2 separate regions of the Zea mays genome follow, and region 2 is linked to region 1. A link is a contact called in public Hi-C data. All regions are on one chromosome and are shown on one strand. The core of a region is the stretch at or near the end of the contact, and the rest is flanking DNA. Distances in the headings are between cores, read along the strand shown.

What was found. Hi-C and Micro-C count contacts between places; a contact is called where the count stands out from the background.
Region 2: a Hi-C map of leaf shows a contact between it and region 1, with 2.2 times the contacts expected there. The contact joins the promoter of LOC100273458 here to the promoter of LOC100278365 in region 1. A contact is called at or near these places in 17 of 25 Hi-C or Micro-C datasets (bundle sheath, ear, endosperm and 6 more) and 2 of 3 datasets of contacts at active chromatin or transcription factors (leaf and seedling).

Annotation. Positions count from the first base shown.
Region 1 is chr10:92,034,321-92,037,121 of Zm-B73-REFERENCE-NAM-5.0, forward strand. LOC100278365 reads left to right here and starts at 1,340. Exons shown (of 1, transcript NM_001346016.1): 1 at 1,340-2,801. The coding sequence starts at 1,439. The coding sequence ends at 2,380.
Region 2 is chr10:92,294,571-92,297,420 of Zm-B73-REFERENCE-NAM-5.0, forward strand. It overlaps LOC100273458, which reads left to right and starts at 1,445. Exons shown (of 1, transcript NM_001147895.2): 1 at 1,445-2,713. The coding sequence starts at 1,555. The coding sequence ends at 2,499.

The DNA of each region.
Region 1 (2,801 bases), core at 90-2,589:
TAATTATCTAACACAACAGTTTCTACTAGGTTAGATCTGGTTGGAACCTTTTTTTTTCAAATAAAGTGAATCGTTGCATGTTAAGCTTCAGTCTACACTGGTGTTCCAAGCAAACATTTTAGTCACTTTTTAAAATATGGTGATTATCACTACTTCATGTACAAAGTCTGCCATACTTTTTACCCAGCTAAAAGTATGGTGGACGCTGCAAAAACGACACTTCTTTAGTTCTTGTGTTATTTTATTAAATATGATGATGAGGAGGATATTTGTATCAGGGGCTTTGGTTTTAAGTCTCGCGCTAGGTCATAGAAAACTCAGAACCGGTGCTATAATTAATTATTAGTGGTGTATCTCTTATAGTGCTTATTGAAGGCCTGGAGGGTATCTTGGGTTGCAGATAATTCTGGAAAAAAAATGGCAATAATAAAGTTCTGCGGATCCAAAGATTCTAGAGCTCCAACATGGGAGTGTAAAAAACCTTTTTAAAAAGGGCATGTTGTGTAAGATGGATCGCTACTGGACTGAAGCAAGGGAATGTCTCAATCTTTCCATCCGACGTGCCGGCAACGACGAAGTTGCCACGTCATCCTTCCACCGTGCCGATCCCCTCTGGCCAAGAAAACACGCGAGCCCGGGGGAGCTAGGGGTCGTTTGGGGTTTAGGGTTTCTATCATTTCAAATAATGTTCTTTGTCGGGGAGTAAGGGAAAGAGAAAATAGATATATAATATGTTACTGTTTCTATCATTTTAAATAATGTTCTTTCTTATATAATCCTGATATTGCATTAAAATCTTTAGTGTTGTCTATACTAACATACTACTCTCATTTATATACAGGTATGAGGTTGTATCACTTTTGGTCCTGAGACTTTTATGTACATATTAGTCTGGTGTTTAAACCTTCCTAAAACGGTGTCTATGCAAGAAAAGCTAGGCCACTTTTGATCAACAGACTCATTTGCACCTTGCACACATAAAAAAGGCTCCATCACTTTTGGTCACAAGACTTTTATGTATATATTAACCTGATGTTGAAGCCTTTCTACAACTATGTGTGTATGCAAGGAAAACTGTCACTTCTGGTTAGTAGACTTTTATGTACATATGACTCCCCTGTTGGAACCTTTGTACAACTATACATGCCTATGTAAACTCTTCAGATATATTATTACTGGACACTAAATTATGCTAGCTCAATGTAACTTGCTACTTATTGTAATCTAAATTTGTAGTACTACTGCTACTGCGTTGTTGGTATAAAAAAAAAATTACGCGCGCAGGCGCGCGCGTAACGCACTAGTTATAAAATAATAAAAATTACCAACAATGTCCCTCCTTCCACCGATCCCAGGCCACCCTCCTCCGGAACCCAAACCCAAGCCCAGACCAATCGACCCTGCATCCAAATCTAGGTTTTCGGTTCCCCTCCACAGGATGTCCGACCCCGCCGCTGGAGGCGCCATGGTTCCTGCTGCCGGACGCGGCATCGCATGGGCGAACGGCGGCCCCCGGTTCGGCGACATGGTCTGGGCCAAGGTGAAGTCCCATCCGTGGTGGCCTGGCCATATCTACAGCGTCAGCCTCACCGACGACGAGGAGGTACACCGCGGCCACCGCGACGGGCTCGTCCTCGTCGCCTTCTTCGGTGACTCGAGCTATGGGTGGTTTGACCCCAGCGAGCTCGTCCCCTTCGAGGACCACTTCACCGAGAAGGCGGCCCAGGGCGGCAGCTCCCGCAGCAGCTTTGCCGCCGCCGTGGCCGAGGCCGTCGACGAGGTAGCCCGCCGCAGCGCGCTGGCGCTGCTCTGCCCTTGCGACATTCCTGACGCCTTCCGTCCCCACCCCAGCGACGGCAACTTCTTCCTGGTCGACGTCCCGGCATTCGACACCGACGCTGACTACCAACTCGACCAGATCCGGGCCGCACGGCAGCGATTCGTGCCGCGGAAGGCGCTCAACTACCTGCTGGACGCCGCCGTGACTCAGCGAGACGCGGCGGAAAAAGCCGCGCGCACCGTGCCTGGGATGGAGATGGCCGCGCTGTTCTTGGCGTACCGCCGCGCGGTGTTTTCGCCGATAGACAACACCTACGCCCAAGCTTTCGGGGTGGATCCTGAGCTGGCTCTTGCTGCCGAGCAGAAAGCCGCGGCAGAGAGAGCTCAACGAGGTATCAACAACACTCACATGCTCAATTCTAGCTGTACTGTTGTTCTTGTTACTGTGTACTTGAAATTGATGGGTAAACAATGTTCCTACTGCTTTTATAGATCAAGCAACAATTATTTTGATGTGAATAACGGAGTGGATCTGATTCAAATAGTTTCTATTTCACTTCTGTTTAACTGTTGGTTGCATTTTTTTTATCAACGAGAGTGATTATTGAATTTGGGATGATATTCATGCAGAAACTTGTTGAATAAATTGTTTGTTTCACGGGATTCAGTCCATCTAACCTAGTAAAATATGAGACATGCATATTCACAGATCAATCTGCATTTGTTCTAGAAATTGAACGGCTGTGTGATATAGTATCATATACGTGTCTATACGATACTATCCTGATATGTATGCTGAGTTAGGTCTTTTCTCATTCTAGCTTTTCTCTAGGAAAAAAAACACCATCCATGATCTTGTTGGCATGAAATGTTTAAAGTTGTGACTAGTTTGTATCATGAAGGTTTAAAGCCATGACTAGTTAGCATGAGCCTGTTATTGGAGTCTTGAGATGTTTTATTTCTATATGTCCATACACTTACATGACTAGGAAGTTTTCTCTGCAGTATATTTGGTTCTTTTG
Region 2 (2,850 bases), core at 195-2,694, 260 kb after region 1:
CTTTCTTTTCAGATATTCCACCAAAAATAGTCTACCAACCCATAGAAAATCATTCGTCTATGTTTATCAACACGGAGTCTACACCTTCTCCACCATCTATGGATAGAGTCATCGTGGTTAAGAGATGTTCTTAGGGCTAAAAAAAATTCGAGGCTCGCGAGGCGGCTTAAACTTAGGTCGGCTCGGAGTGGCTCATGAGCCTCGAGCGAGCAGAGACGAACCGAGCCAAGTTGTAGAGCTCATTGGTATAACAAGCCGAGTCAGTTTGCAAGTTATGCCAAATTAATGAATCTATAAAATAATAATAGATATTGGATAATTTTATAGATATTCGACTCGTTCCTTATCATTTAATGATGGATTTATGATAATTTAAAATTTAGATTACTTATAATGTTAAATGATGGTCATATTTCATATCTATATACAATAATAGTCATTGTATAATGCAATATTATTTATCAAGGTGTAGCTCGCGAGTTGAGTCGAGCCTCCTTCTTAATCTTATTGAGTGGACGAACCAAGCTGAGCCGAGTCGAGCTTGGTCACCCAGCGAGTCGAGCCTCCTTCTTAAACTCGTTGAATGAGACTCAGCTCATTTCTAGCCCTAAAAAATCGCATCATCATCGGCATAAAGCGAGCAATGCAGACATTTTTGGTAGTACAAGCTTCGGATGACCGGCTGCAGACGCTTTCTCAATAACCTTCTGTAGGGGATCAATGGCCAAGATGAAAGAGGGTCACCTTGATGAAGACTTCAGGCGTGTTTAAATTTTTTGCTTGGGCGATCATTCACTAGCACTTTGGAAGATGATGTAGCCAAGATGCTAGTCTCTCTATTTTTGACTGAAACCTAGCTAGAGCTTTTAAAACATCCCGGAGATAGTTAAGGGAATCAAAGGCTTTTGAAATGTCCAATAGATACCATTTTTTTTCTTGTGGAGGAGGCTATGAATAACATTTTGTTCATATAGAAAATTATCACATTATGTGACAAGCAAGGGAAAATAACTTATATATAGTTAATAGTGGAGGGAGTGTCTGATATAAAAAGCTACATATTTTTGCTGGTTAGTTGTTAGTTAGGTCTTTACCTGCCCTCTCTCTACGAACGAGCTGATGCCAGTTCTGACTTTGTCAAAGCATGGCTGGCAATGTGATTGAATGCCTGATGTTAGCTCGTCACCTTGACAGGGACATCCGATCCTGAATTTCCGATTGGGGTGGCAAAGGTCAAGTTGCCACCACAAGCATCCAGTCCAATGGCTCTGCCACTGCCCAGAAGCTTCATCACACCTAGAGGTAGCCATGACAGGACCCAAAAAAAGGTCCAGTCCAGGTCCGTACCAGCTGCGACGACGCTTGTCAGTAGGTAGGTTGAGCTAGCTGCTTGTTGATCACTGCTATATATACGGGTGCCATGGATCCATGCCTTCTCCATCCTCAAGTCATCAGCTAGCTAGCCTTCCCTACAGCAACTGCTTACATACAACACTTCCATCTTCCCGAGCTCGTCTTCGATCAATTCCCAAGTCAAATAATAATATAACAACAATGGTGGTTCCCGTCATCGACTTCTCCAAGCTGGACGGCGCTGAGAGGGCCGAAACCCTGGCGCAGATCGCCAATGGCTGCGAGGAGTGGGGATTCTTCCAGCTCGTGAACCACGGCATCCCGCTGGAGCTTCTTGAGCGCGTCAAGAAGGTGAGCTCCGACTGCTACCGCCTCCGGGAGGCCGGGTTCAAGGCGTCGGAGCCGGTGCGCACGCTGGAGGCGCTCGTCGACGCGGAGCGGCGCGGCGAGGTTGTGGCGCCGGTGGATGACCTGGACTGGGAGGACATCTTCTACATCCACGACGGATGCCAGTGGCCGTCCGAGCCGCCGGCGTTCAAGGAGACCATGCGCGAGTACCGCGCCGAGCTGAGGAAGCTCGCCGAGCGCGTCATGGAGGCCATGGACGAGAACCTCGGCCTCGCCAGGGGCACCATCAAGGACGCCTTCTCCAGCGGCGGCCGGCACGAGCCCTTCTTCGGCACCAAGGTCAGCCACTACCCGCCGTGCCCGCGCCCGGACCTCATCACGGGCCTGCGCGCGCACACCGACGCCGGCGGCGTCATCCTGCTGTTCCAGGACGACAGGGTCGGCGGCCTGGAGGTGCTCAAGGACGGCCAGTGGACCGACGTGCAGCCGCTCGCGGGCGCCATCGTCGTCAACACTGGCGACCAGATTGAGGTGCTCAGCAACGGGCGCTACCGCAGCGCCTGGCACCGCGTGCTGCCCATGCGCGACGGCAACCGCCGCTCCATCGCTTCCTTCTACAACCCGGCCAACGAGGCCACCATCTCGCCGGCGGCGGTGCAGGCCAGCGGCGGCGACGCATACCCCAAGTACGTGTTCGGCGACTACATGGACGTGTACGCCAAGCACAAGTTCCAGGCCAAGGAGCCCAGGTTCGAAGCCGTCAAGGTTGCAGCGCCCAAGTCATCTCCAGCGGCATAAATAAATGGAGGGGACCAATTATTAAATGCATTATAATTTATTTGTTGAATAAAACAGCCGGAGAAATAATGATAATGTAAAGTATATATGATAAACACCGGTTAGGATTTAAGGTGTTTAACTTTAGTTGCATGGTATAATATGATATATTGTTGTAGCAATAAGTTTATTAAGTATTCATAAGTGTTCTAAATAGTGGGCTAAGGCACTTATCCATCGCCTTTCTCAAACAGAAAATAGTGATTTAATTCGGGCTATAGCGACTAATAGTTGCTATATATATTAGGCGTAGTAGCAAACAATTTCACCCTTTGGAAACAGTTATATCTAGAAATAACTATAGCCAGAGAT